Linked DNA regions of Mus musculus: region 2 is linked to region 1. The links are chromatin contacts, called in public HiChIP or PLAC-seq maps. All regions are on one chromosome and are shown on one strand. The core of a region is the stretch at or near the end of the contact, and the rest is flanking DNA. Distances in the headings are between cores, read along the strand shown. Region 1 has its middle 20 kb from the start of Gm30968. Region 2 overlaps Mmp15 (matrix metallopeptidase 15).

Region 1 (6,928 bases), core at 1,317-3,816:
ACCACTGAGCCATTTCTCCAGCCTGTCTGTAGCACTTTTAAAGTTATTTAAGTTTTAATGTGAGACCTTGAGAATGAATAAGAAAGGAAAGGTGTGACTTAATGGTGATGTGTTTGAGTGTCAAGTTGACAAGGGGTCAGTTGTATGGCCTAGTCTTATGTCAGCTTGGCACTAACTAGAGTTATCTGAAAGGAAGGAACCTCAATTGAGAAGATGCCTTCTTAAGATCCCGCTGAAAGGCATTTTCTTAATTAGTGATTGATGGAGGAGAGCCCAGCCCATTGTGGCTGGAGACATTCCTGGGCTGGTGGTCCTGGGTTCTACAGGAAAGCAAGCTGAGCAAGTCAGGGAAAGCAAGTCAGTAAGTGGCACCCCTCCGTGGCCTCTGCATCAATTCCTGCCTCCAGCATCCTGCTCTGTTTGAGTTCCTGTCCTGCTCCTTTCAGTTGTAAACAGTGATGTGGAAGTGGAAGGTAAATGGACCCTTTCCTTCCAAACTTGCATTTTAGTCATGGTGTTTCATCACTGCAGTAGAAACCCTGATTAAAACAGGATCCCAGGAGAGAGAGGTAAACAAGTGTTGTGTATGGTGTTCTTTCTCTCCAGGGCAAATAATGACCTTACCCTAAGATGCATATATGTTCATCTATCTATCTATCTATCTATCTATCTATCTATCTATCTATCTATCTATCTATCTATCTATCTATCTATCTCTGTGTGTATGTATGTATATATGCATATATATGTATGTATATATATGTGTGTGTATGTGTGTGTGTGTGTGTGTGTGTGTGTGTGTGTGTGTGTATTCATGCTGATTTGCTCCCTTCATCCTATCCTCTTCAAGACCCTTTCAGAGAACTTCAGGAGCCCACTGACCAGCCAGAACGGTCTCCACCCAGAGCAAGCCTTAGTACCTGTCTCTTGCTCTAGAGCGGTTTCCCCTTGGAGAACTTCATGGTGAGTTTCTACCCAAAGGAGGAGATGTGTCAGGCACAGGGTTAGCACTCAGTGGAAAGTCCCTTTTCACCCAGTCCCTGATGAGGTCGCCAGTGAGGTGGTTGACTGCTGGGTTTAGGTTTGTCCCCGACAGAACCTAACTCAGCCCAGACTTATTGTGTCCTCAAGTCCTCTTTGTCACCACACAACTCTGACATCTCCATGGTAGGGTGCTGAGCCACACCCCTGCAAGAGGCTCAGCTAAGGCCTGCCTATGGAAGTGTGGGTGACTTGGGACAAAGCAGGTTAGTTGTGCAGAGTTGCCACCACTACAGATACTTCTTCTCTGGGTTTGCTACAGTCAAACACAGGACAGGAAATGGATATAAACTCAGATGTATCTCCTGTGAGGCTGTGCAGCTGGCTGAGACAGATGCAAAAACAGAATTCACTGTGATAAGTGATGGAGGGAGGGGGGCGCTTGGGAGCCAGGTCAGGGAAGAGAGCAATGACTAGGTCATTTCTGGCATTTTAATGCTGAGGCAGTGACAAGCAGTCACAACAGCCAACGTAAAACCAAAGGGTGAGGAGCAGAATCCACGTTACCCTCTCACTCAGGCTCACACTAAAGCCCTGTGGTGCCACAACCCTCCTGTAAGCATCCCGGAGCTACTGAACTCTGGACACCAAGAACACCAGCCCAAGCTGTGCCTTGTGGGGTCCAGTGAGGACTGACGAAGTGGGAATGGCATCTTGGAACTCGGCCACAGTCATTGTAGTCGCAGACTCTGACAGAGGGGCACGTGGCCACACAAGCTGCATGGCAGTTACAGCATCCTCACAGACCTGCCATGCAAGGGACTGTAACAGGAATCCCAGCTACCTGGGACCAGAGCCAAATAATACCACAAATGACCACACAAAGGCAGAAGGTAAGAACGGACTCTGACCTCCACTTGCATCCGGTGGCTTCTATGACCACCCCATGCCCACACACATCATCCCTACAACACACACATTAATAGAAAAAACAATTAAAGTAACGGCAAAGTACAAATCCCCAACATCGCCCACAGGGAGAAAAACGGCTTCTGTGAATGCTTCAGCTGGGTGCCTTCTGCACAGCCAAGACCAGGCAGTCTATGGGGAAGCACAGACACACAACCGAATCTCTCGAAACATGCAAAAGGAGGTTTGAATAAGAGTAGCAGCCTGAACTTCCTCAGTCTGGAAACTGCTTGCTCCCAGAAGAGCCGTTTCTATCAGGGTGAAGGTCAACACCTCTCTGGTGTGACGCCCACTCCTGTCACAGGGCTCCTTATAGCTGGAATGGAAGGGCTCAGTCGACAGGACAGGGAGAAGGGAAATACAAGGGCAGGAACCCTAAGTGGCCCACAGTTTCCTCCTCTTTTGTAGGAATGAAACTTGGAGTATGAGCAAATATTTAAACAGTGAGGGGGAGAGCACTAGCGATTAGTGATGAATCATTTAGAAAGGGACTCTCTAGGGGTCGGAGAAATGGCTCTGTGGTTAAAGGCACTTGCTTCTCTCCCAGAAGATAGGAGCTTAGTTTTAGTTCCTCATAGCCACATTGGGCCGCTCCAGGTGCTCTGGCACCCTCTTCTGGCTTCTGTGGGATCCTGCGTTCATGTGGCACATGCGTTGCTCATACAGACGTATAGGCACATATATTTTAAATTAAAAGTCTTTTAAAAACCCAAAGAAATAAGAAATAAAAATGGATCTGTGTGGATGTTTAAAAAGGCACACCTTTAGTGGTCCTTTGTAAGTCCTTTGCATGACTTGATGTCCTTGGGTGGAAGTGACTGTTGCATTGAGAGCTCTCTACTCAGGCAGCCTCTGACCTTGGCTTGCCTTTCATATCATGCTATCACCAAGCAGTCCTAGTGTCCCATGACCACTGTTCTTAAAAGATGTCATCAGGGGTCCTCACTGTCTGGGCTGCAGTGGAAGGTTGTTTATGGTCCCCCTGTCCCAGCACAGACTGCTTGAACTTGAACTTGAACTTGCTGTGTAGCTGAAGCAGGCTTTAAACTCATCCTCCTGCTTCCACCTCCCAAATGTAAGGATTACCCTTTATTTATTTGTTTTCATTTATTTATTTATTTATTTATTTATTTATTTATTTATTTATTTATTTTTGTTTGTTTGTTTTAAGACAGGATCTCAGTAGGTAGCCTTGACTGTCCTGGAACTCACTATGTAGCCTGGGCTAGCCTTGAACTCACAGAGATCTGCCTCTGTCTCCCGAGTGCTGGAACTTGTGAGAGAATATGCAGGGTACATATATTGTTTAACAAAAATAATCAGCAAACCACATGTCAGCACCACCCTTGTGAAGAAAGAGGTGCCACCCTGGCAGACTCTGTCCTCTTTCCACAATGCCCCTGCATCAGAGCGGAGCATTGTTTCAGTCTTTAGAAAAGTCCCCCTGGTTTTATATCAACTTTGCCACCTGTGTCTACATTCCTAAACCATGAAGTATGGCTTTGCCTGCTTGAGAAGCCTCCCTCCCTCCTCCCCTCCCTCCCTCCCTCCTTCCCTCTCTCCCTCCCTCCCTCCATGCCCATCTCCCTACTGTACTGGGGCTTTGTGCATACTAGGAAATGCTACCATTTGGCTATAACCACAGTCCTATTTAGAAAGTTTCTTCTTTTGAAGTCCTCTTTTCCCAGGTGTGTCAAGTTGAAACCAACATTAGCCAACACACACACACACACACACACACACACACACACACACACACTAGAAAACCTGCCCAGTGCTTTGCATGTGGGTTCTTTTGGGGTTTTTTTATGTACTCAGAATATCTTGATGAGGGATGAAGCTGATTTTATCTTCTCGGGTTTTTTTCTCTTTCTTTCTTTCTTTCTTTCTTTCTTTCTTTCTTTCTTTCTTTCTTTCTTTCTTCCTTCCTTCCTTTCTTTCTTTCTTTCTTTCTTTCTTTCTTTCTTTCTTTCTTTCTCTCTCTCTTCCTTCCTTTCTTTCTTTCTTTCTTTCTTTCTTTCTTTCTTTCTTTCTTTCTTTCTTTCTTATCAGTCCTTTATTGTTTTGTTTTCCAGCACTATGTGTGTATGTGTGCATGTGTGTATGTATGTATGTGTGTATGAATGTATGTATGTATGTATGTATGTATGTTTATGTATGTGTGTGTATATGCATGTGTGTATGTATGTATGTGTATATGCATGTGTATGTGTGTGTATATATGTATATGTATGTATGTAGTGTATATATGCATGTGTGTGTATATATGTGTATTATGTATGTATGTAGTGTGTATGTGTATATATATGTGTATGTATTATGTATGTATGCATGTGTGTATTGTGTATGTAAGTGTGTATGTGTATATGCATGTGTGTATGTATGTGTATAGGCATGTGTGTACGTGTATATATGTGTTATGTGTGCGTGTGTGTATGTATGTGTGTATATATGTATGTATATGTATTATATGTATATGCATGTGTGTATATGTGCATGTGTGTGCATGTATGTATGCATGTGTGTGTGTGCATGTGCATGTGTATTGGTGTTAGTGCTGGGAATCAAACCCAGGGCCTTGCCCATGCTGAGCAAGCTCTCTGCCTCCTAGCCTAACCTCTGCTCCTAGGACTCTAAGGTGACAGCAGGCTTCTTTATCTCACGGCAAATCTCAAGGGAAAGTTCTTCTTTTTTTTTTAATATTTATTTATTATATGTAAGTACACTGTAGCTGTCTTCAGACACTCCAGAAGAGGGCGACAGATCTTGTTACGGATGTTTGTGAGCCACCATGTGGTTGCTGGGATTTGAACTCAGGACCTCTGAAAGAGCAGTCAGTGCTCTTAACCGCTGAGCCATCTCTCCAGTCCCAAGGGAAAGTTCTTGATGGTTTCATCTGAAGGTATAGTTGATGAGGTGTTTTGGGGCTTCTTTTCTTCTTTTTTCATTTAAAATGTCAGATTTAGGAAGTTCCGTTCTGTTTCTGATTGCTATTTTTTTTTTTTTAATCTTGAATGGGTTGGGTATGATAGTGAATGATTTTGTTTTGTTTTGTTTTTTTGAGACAGGGTTTCTCTGTGTAACTCTGGCTGTCCTGGACCTTGCTCTACAAACTAGACTGGCCTTGAATTCAGAGATCTAACTGCCTCTGCTTCCTGAGGGATTAAAAGTGTGTACCACCACCCTCTGGCAATAGAATTAAGCTGAATCAGAATTATGGGTTCGAGACCAGCCTGAGCTGCATAAAAAGGTCCAATCTCAACAAGCCCCCAAAAATAAAGAGTATGAATAATGTCAAATTTCAACCCACACTTCTCTTGGATATATTGTAGTGATTACTTTAATTTTCCTCTTCAAAGTGGATCTCGGAAGGATCTGTTCCTGCCACGGCCACAGTCATTTTCCTCTCTTGCCTTGGTTGAATGGAACTCAATTAGACAATGTCTTTTCATTGGAACTAGAGTTAGTCTGCTAATAGTTTGCTAAGAACATCAGAAGGGGAGGGAAAGGAGGAGGGAAAGAAGAAAAAGAAGGGAGGAGACAAAGAGAGTATTTTTTTTCCTGTTTGTTGCTGAGTTTGAGGGTCTAGATTATATTTTCCCCAGCAAAAGATTCAGAGTCTCCACAGGGTTAGGAGCAACTTGGAGCCGTTAGTTCTCCTGGGAATGTTGTGTAGAATTTGCCGGTGAAGCCGTCTGCACTTGACTTTGCATTGTGGGAAAGTTTGTGAATCCAGCTACAAGTTCTTCAGTGTATTGGACCTTTCAGGGTTTCCATCTCTTCTTTCAAAGTTATTAATGACATTTTATTTAGTGTGCATGTGTGTTTGTGAATGGATGTGGGAACTTGTACCACAGTGCGTGTGTGGTCACCAGAGGACAGCATCAGAGAGTTGGTTCTCTTTTCTACCATTTGGGTTCCAGGGACGTAACTCACGCTTAGTAGCAAGCACCTTTACCTGTTCAGCCATCTCACCAGGCCCTAGTTACTTTTAACTGACTTCTACCATGCCAGAGGAACGGTATGGACAGCTACAGTCGCTGGAAATCTATTGAGATTTACTTATAATCAAGAGTATGAGTCATGTTTATAAGTGTGCTAGGAGTGCTTAAAAACATATGTCTTCAACTTGGGTCTCCTAATTTATATTGTTCATTCAATTTAATTCATTAATTTAGTTGATTAATTTAATCTAATCCTTCAGTTCTTCTATACCACTTTGTATTCTTTCTAACAAACTGAAAAGGCATCTTCAAGCTATTGTACTGATTGTATGCATTGTATATATTGATTTTTGTCGTATTATTATTAACTTTTGCTTTATACCTTCCAGGCTCATGATAGGAGTAGAAATCTAATATTATCATGTTCTTTTAGTAAAATTAACTTTTGCTGTTATCTCTACCTCCAGGAGTGCTTTTTGCCTAATGTCTCTTTAAGTCAGTAGAAATACCTCTATCTTTTTAAAGATTGATTTATTTACTTTTTATTTGTGTGTCTGTGTCTCTGTGTGTGTCTGTGTGTGTTGGTGGCCACAGAAGCCAGAGGAAGGCATCAGATCCCCTGGAACTGGAGTTGTGGGTGATTATGAGCCTTCCTATATGGGTGCTGGGAACCTAACGTGGGCTCTCTGGAAGGGCTTCAAGGGCTCTTAAACACTGAGCCATCTCTGCAGCCCAGCTTTCTTTGTTTCTTTGTTTCTTTCTTTGTTTCTTTGTTTCTCTCTCTCTCTCTCTCTCTCTCTCTCTCTCTCTCTCTCACTAGTATTTATATCTTTTGTCTCCTTTTATGTTTTAGGACTGTCTCCTTTTGTATTTATCTCCATCCAATCAGAAATAAGTTTTCTTCAGCTGCAGCATTTGGTGCATTTATATTTCATGTAAACATAAATATCATGCATGCCTGACATAAATATTTGAAATTAACCCTATTACCTTACACTGTGTAATGAATTTTACCCATCCTATTCTTTTCTTCT
Region 2 (6,928 bases), core at 2,326-4,825, 410 kb after region 1:
ACCTGTCTGGCAGCCCTGGGCTGGCTCCGGGATGAAACAGCTCTTCTGCCAGATCTCTGCAGATCTCTGAAGCTCTTTGCTGCAAACAGGCCAGCTCCCCTTCCCTCCCTGCCCAGGGCTTCCTCCTGAGCCTCTATCCCAGCCTTCCTTCCCCTCTTATGGCTCTGCAGATAGGCTAATCAGCCCCTCTGTGGTTCTGATTGCTTGCGCTGGAGATATTTTTACCTTATGCAAATAGGTGATATGAAAGTGCCCTCATCTGTCAGCAGCCACCCCATCCCCCCCAACCTCCCTCCCCCCTCCACACACACACACACACACACACACACACACACACCAGCTCCATGCCTTTTGCCATTTGCCTGGTGGCCTTGCCCATTGGACTTTTCCCACAAGGCTTCAGGAAAACTGTCCAAAAGAGAAGTGGACTCTGCATAGGAGCTTGGTAGGAGGTTTCAGTGCTTGGGAAGACCTGAGGTACTGTTGCAGTCGTTATTACCGTGTGGGTCAGAGGGGTAGAGAGAGTCAGAGGGAAAGCTGTGGGGGCTCCCTCCTCCCCCAGCTATCCTGTGCCCTAGCCTTGCTCCTGCCTGGCCAGTCTCAGCAGAAGCCTAGGCCCCCTTAGGCCTGCTGGCAGAAACAAGGCTGCCAGTCAGAGCCCCAGTCTCTTATCATCCACAACATTTACAGGGCTTTTGGCCACTTGATCCTTGCAGAACCTCACAGAAAAAGCAGGCCCTAATCCAGACCGCGTCCCCACCCCCACCTTTAATAAGCTTGGCCCCACTGTGTACAGAGCTGACACTTGATTCTTAGCTCCAGGTCTCTGCTTGCTGCTCTGCCATCCTCCAAAGCCCCCGGGTCTCTGAGTGGGACTGCACGGCCAGCCAGGCTGGGACTCGGTTCGGCAGCTCTCTCTCCATCGATGTTTTGGCACTGCTGCCCTGGGCTGAGCGGGCTAACATCTGGGTGTCAGCCCAAAGCATCTTCCATGTCTAGCTTGCCTTGGGTTTCCTCAGCGAATAGCCTTCCCCTTCTAGAACGACCTAGAAAGCGGGTCTTCCAAGTGGCCAAGTAAATGCGGTGAGGCCAAGGAAGGCCTCTGTTTCCTTGCTTCTACCTGGGTACCATCCTCTCACCATCCTGAGGGCCTGAGGCAGTTGGTCTTTCTGAGCATTTCTCAGAATCATTCATCAGAATTGCTACTTCAGGTTGCTGGTGCGTTCGTGGACCTAAGAGCTGTGAAGCACCCCCTTTCTGGTGCAGAGTCTCCTGGGTGCCTATAAGCTCTAGATGGCCATGTCTCCCACAGCCCCCCAGGGGGCATGCTAGAGTGTACAGGAACATCTGGCAGAGTGGGTGGGTGGGTGGTTGGACTGATGGATGGATGGATGGATGGATGGATGGATGGATGGACAGATGGATGGACGGACGGGCGGTCAGGATGCATGGGTGGGATTTGCCTGTCAAGTTCTAGTAAGGAACTGAGCACTGGTTTTGTGTACTAAGTGCTTTTCCTGGGTCTGCGCCTCACAAATCTCACTCTCATTTTTATGTTACCTTGACACAAGCTAGAGTTATCTGAAAGGAGGGAACCCCAATTGAGAAAATACCCCCAATAAAATCTGGCTGGAGGGCATTTTCAAATTATTATTACCAAATAGGAAGGAGCCTTGCATTGTGGGCGGTACCATCTTGGTGGTCCTGGGTTAGATCAGAAAGCAGGCTGAGCAAGCCAGTAAGCAACACCACTCCGTGGCCTCTGCATCAGCTCCTGACTCCAGGTTCCTGCCCTGTGTGAGTTCCTGTCCTGACTTCCTTCAGTGATGAACAATGATGTGGACGTGTAAGCCGAATAATCATCATGGTCATGGTTGAAGAGACACTAGCCAGCCCAAACATGGCAAACCGTGCTCTGGCAGGTCTTGCCTTCTCCCCATCTCTCTGCCTCGCTAAAAACCAGTAAATTACATTCCTAGAGCTAACCACCAAGGCCTGTTTCCTTATTTGGTCACTTCCTCCCTCTGAGGCTGACCATCAAGGTCCAGCTATCAAAGTATTGAAGTCTAACAATCAAAGCCCTCTTTGGCTCACCTAACGTGCCCAATTAAAATTTAACCCACGTTTCCCCTTGTACCTTTATAGATTGCATTTGCCTATGGGCCACATCTGTCTCCTCTCTATCCAAAGACAGTCCCTTGTCCTTCTGGAACAAATATCCTTTCCCCTTCTCCCTCTCCTTTATCTCCTGTCTTTGTCTCTTATTCCCTGCAAATTCAGAGCAAATAAATCTCCTTTGTGCTGAGAACTAGGTCTTGAGGTATCTTATACTGAATACTGATCCCTTCAATGGTGTTTCAGCACAGCAATGGTAACTGAGCCACCCTGTAACAGCACACTGGTCTTCATTTTACAGATGAGGAAGCATCCAGTGCAGATGGTAGGAGCTGGAGATGTAGGTCTGTGGGTAGGATGGTTGCCTAGCACGCATGAAGGCCTGAGTTTGAGCCCCAGCACTGCATGAAGCCAGGCATGGTAGTGCACACCTGTAATCTTGGGAAGTGGAGGCAGGAAAATGAGGCATTTAAGGTTATCCTTTGGTTACATAGAAGTTAAAGGCCAGTCTGACTTAGAGACCCTGTTTCAAAATAAAATAAATAAGTCATAGCAGAACTCTGTCACATCCTCTTGGCACACATCCTCCTGCCTGAGCCTGTCTCTCCTCCCCCAATCCCTGGCCCCCACATACTCCTAGAGGCTTTAGGGCCTGCTGGATTTCCTACCTGGTGAAACCTTAAAAGATTCTGAACAGAGGAGCCAATGAGATGGCTCAGTAGATAAAGGTGTTTGCCATCAAGCTTGGAGACCTGAGTTCGATTCCTAGGACCCACGTGGTAGAAGGAGAGAACCTACCTCTGACCTTCACATGTGTGACCATACACACCCAAAATAAATAAAGCCAGACATGGTAGCATACACCTTTAATCTCAGTACTCAGGAGACAGAGGCAGGCTGATCTCTTAGGAGTTTGAGGCCAGCCTGGTCTACAAGGCAAGTTCCAGGATAGCCAGAGCTATATAGAAGAGAGACCTTGGCTCAAAAAAAAAAAGAGAAAAAAAAGGAGTGTGTGTGTGTGTGTGTGTGTGTGTGTGTTCTTGCAGGTGACGGCGTGGTTCAGGTAGCTTACAACTGTCTGTAACTCTAGTCCTAGGGAATCTAACATCCACTTCTAACCTCTGTGAGCGCCAGGCACTCACGGTGCACACACATATAGGTAAACAATCACTCATTCACATAAAATGAGAATTTGAAAGAAGAAAAGAAAGAGAAAAGGCTCATGACCCAGAAAACCATAGGCGCCAGGGCTGAATCCTCTGCTATTATGTTAAATACTATTAAATAATATTATGTTAAAGGCTGTTGGACTGCCTTCTAAGTATTTTTATTTAAACCCATAGATTTGTGTTGGTCTTAACTTTGGTCAGAGAAGCCTCTTTGCACAGTGGATAGTGGTTAATGCAGAGACTCACCAGTGGTCAAAGTGCCAAGTGTGTGTGACTGTGTGTGTTCAGCTGTGGATGAATCATCTATATTAACAGATCAGGGCTGGGTGAAAGGTTGGACAGAAAAAAATTACAAGCTGATGGATAGGAGGGAGAGCTGTAAAAAAAAATGACTCTCAGGTGTGGCATGTCTGTGGAACGCATCAGCTGACAGCAGATGTGATAACCTGCGTAAGACCTGCATAAGATCAAGCCAGTCAAAATTCCAACACAGATGAGGGTATGTTCAAAACGCATTGGATAAATGTCAGAAATTTTCAAAGAATAAACCAAAACTATCATTTTTTTAAAAGGTACTGGAGAGATGGCTGAGCAGTTATGAGCATGTCCTTACAGAGGACCCATGCTCATTCCCAGTGCTATGTGATAGGGCTCATAGTCACCTCTAACTCTAGCTCCAGGGACTCAACACCCTATTCTCGACTCCATGGGAACCTGAATGCACACAAACTTAACTAAAAATTTTAATTAAAAAGAGGGGCTGGGCGGTGGTGGCGCACACCTTTAATCCCAGCACTTGGGAGGCAGAGGCAGGCGGATTTCTGAGTTCTAGGCCAGCCTGGTCTACAGAGTGAGTTCCAGGACAGCCAGGACTATACAGAGAAACCCTGTCTTGAAAAAAAAAGAGGGGTTGGACTGAGCTTGGTGGCAATATGCCTTAATCCCAGAACTTGGGTGGCAGAGGCAGGCAAATCTCTTTGAGTTTGAGGCCAGCCTGATCTACAAAGCAAGTTTCCGAAAAGCTAAGGTTACACAGAGAAACCATGTCTCAAAACCTCACACACACATACACACACACACACACACACACACACACACTCTCTCTCTCTCTCTCTCTCTCTCTCTCTCTCTCTCTCTCTCTCTCTCTCTCAATCTCTCTCTCTCTCCAAAGCTGGAGAGATGGTTCAGCAGTTAAGAGTATTTGCTGCTCCAGCAGAGGACCAGATGTTGGTCCTTAGCAACTGAATGCATGGTTTACAACTGCCGGTAATTACAGTTCCACAGGACCCAGTGCCCTCTTAACCTCTTAGAGAGATTCTGAATACTTGAGGGTCCCCAGCAGCCTGCCTGGAGCAGAATGATCCCACGCTGAGGGGCAGAGGGATGGCAAGGAATAGTGTACCAGTCGGCAGGATGGAAGCTAGAGAGTTGAGGTGGGCTGGGTGGTGAGGGCTTTATAGGCCCCGGAAGAACTGAATGTCCTTTGAATTGGGAGGTCTTGGAGGGTTCTGAGCAGTGACTGAGCAAACCGGGTTTGGCTACTTTGCAGAACTGGCTGCGGCTCTATGGCTACCTACCCCAGCCCAGCCGCCACATGTCCACCATGCGCTCTGCCCAGATCCTGGCCTCCGCCCTTGCCGAGATGCAGAGTTTCTATGGGATCCCTGTCACGGGTGTGCTTGATGAAGAGACGAAAACGTGAGTCCGAGTCCCTCCACGTGACCCCTTCCAGACACCATGGGCCTCCTGGCCTCCAGCCTGCTCTGAGGAGCCTTTGGTATATGACATTTTCAGAGGAGAGTGGCCTGGATGAGGAATGACTGATGGTTTGATCTTCATGCTAATGTTTATTGTTTAGTATGGTTGCCTGAAGCCTTATGCTAAAAAAGATAACATAGAGGCTGGAGTGTTAAGATTGCTGACTGCTCATTCAGAGGCCCTGGGTTCAGTTCCTAATACCCACAGGAGACAGCTTGCAACCACTTATAATTCCAGTTCCTAGGTATCTTTGAGAACCCCAACAGACACCTGTATGTATACAATGCACATAAATTCATGCAGACACACATACATACACATACATTTAAAAAATAGATAAATAAAAAAAGAGATGAGATAGAAATAGTCCAGCTTTGTCAGGAAGAGCATCATGTTCAATTAGTGATACCTGCTATAGGCATGAGAATGGGACGTGCAGTACCAAACCCCTGGTTGGGACAACCTAGCTAGGCCTTACTCTATTAGAATTGATAGGACCTACAGATACATTGAGAAGCACCGAGCTTGACACAACTGGGACAGGAGGCCACAAGAGAACCCAGCCCATGCTTGGATTATACTCAGGAGCAGGAGCATACATTTTTGAGTCACTCCTTAGCGTTCAATCTTCTTAAAATGGAATCTCTTTACCCACTATTCTGGAAGCCAGAGTCTCCCACCCCCAAAACATCCCTCTGAGGGAAGATTGGGAAGCAAGACGCTGCCTGGAAGAGATAACCCAAAGCTGACCCCTCTATATCTGTGATCCAGGTGGATGAAGCGGCCCCGATGTGGGGTTCCTGATCAGTTTGGGGTACATGTGAAAGCCAACCTGCGTCGACGGCGGAAACGTTACACCCTGACAGGAAAGGCATGGAACAATTACCACCTGACCTTCAGGTACGGGTCCAGCTTCAAGGGGCGCTGTTCTGCCCTCTCAGGGGGACTTGGGTTTTCCCAGAAGAGGCCTGGCCTTACTCAGTCCCAGCTCACAATCTAGGGCCTCCCTCCAGGGAAAGATGGGTCACTGTCACGTGTCTCCTGCTTGGTCCTTATCTGACCCCAGCTGGTTGCAAGCTATACTGGCCTAATGTGACCAGACGAGCTCTTGAATCAGTGTGGTCAGTAGGTGTGGGGGACAGACATCCTGCTTTAACTCAGGTCTCAGATCCTTGAGCAAATGCATGGTCCACTAGGTCAGTGTCCCCCTGCCCCTTGTGGTTTATGACAGTCTATCTGCACCAGCAGCTGAGTCTAATCCTCAGGGAAGGGGCAGGCTTTCTGCTTCATATGCAGGCTCTAGACCAGTGGTTCTCAATATATGGGTTGCAACCACTCTGAAGTGGCATATCAGATAACATGCATATCAGATATTTATATCATAGTTTATAGCAGTAGCAAAATTATGGTTATGAAGTAGCAATACAATGATTTTATGGTTGGGGGTGGTGACCACACCATACCATGAGGATCTGTATTAAAGGGTCGGAGCATTAGGAAGGTTGAGAGCCCCTGCTCTGGGCTGTATATATATCCTTTGTGCAGTATCTCACTTAATCCTCTCGAGGACTCACACACACACACACAAACACACACACACACACACACACACACACACAAAGAAAGCATTAGCTCCTCCCCTTTTGCTGTCTTTCAAATAGAGAAACTGAATCTGTCTAGTCAAATGTCCAAAGTCACACAGCTAAAGTTAGGGTCTGCCTAGCCCTAGGGTCAATATCCAGGGTGGCTTGGCTTGTTTCCTAGACTTCAGCTGCCTCTATCCCATGGCCACAAAGAGCTGTGCTTTCTTTCACTTACTATTTTTACTACCTTTTGTTTTGAGATTTGGGGGTGTGGGGAGGGTTGCTAAGACGAGGTCAGGTCCT

The links. HiChIP or PLAC-seq counts read pairs in DNA pulled down with a chosen protein or histone mark.
Region 2: a contact with region 1 is called in a FOXA1 HiChIP or PLAC-seq map of pancreatic cancer cells. The contact joins two enhancer-like sites. A contact is called at or near these places in 2 of 39 promoter capture datasets (embryonic stem cells and hippocampal neurons), 2 of 115 datasets of contacts at active chromatin or transcription factors (embryonic hindbrain and pancreatic cancer cells) and 1 of 9 other capture datasets (embryonic stem cells).

What each region holds. Positions count from the first base shown.
Region 1 is chr8:94,952,780-94,959,707 of GRCm38.p6, forward strand. No RefSeq gene overlaps it. Among named protein-coding and RNA genes, the nearest start is that of Gm30968, 20 kb to the right of the region's middle. Within about 2 kb of position 2,567, at least 98 of the 459 cell types and tissues checked have an H3K27ac peak or open chromatin away from gene starts, as enhancers often do. A contact at or near this core is called in pancreatic cancer cells, where this site is marked.
Region 2 is chr8:95,360,481-95,367,408 of GRCm38.p6, forward strand. It overlaps Mmp15 (matrix metallopeptidase 15), which reads left to right. Exons shown (of 10, transcript NM_008609.4): 2 at 4,834-4,982; 3 at 5,814-5,942. Among named protein-coding and RNA genes, the nearest start is that of Mmp15, 12 kb to the left of the region's middle. Within about 2 kb of position 3,576, at least 15 of the 459 cell types and tissues checked have an H3K27ac peak or open chromatin away from gene starts, as enhancers often do. A contact at or near this core is called in pancreatic cancer cells, where this site is marked.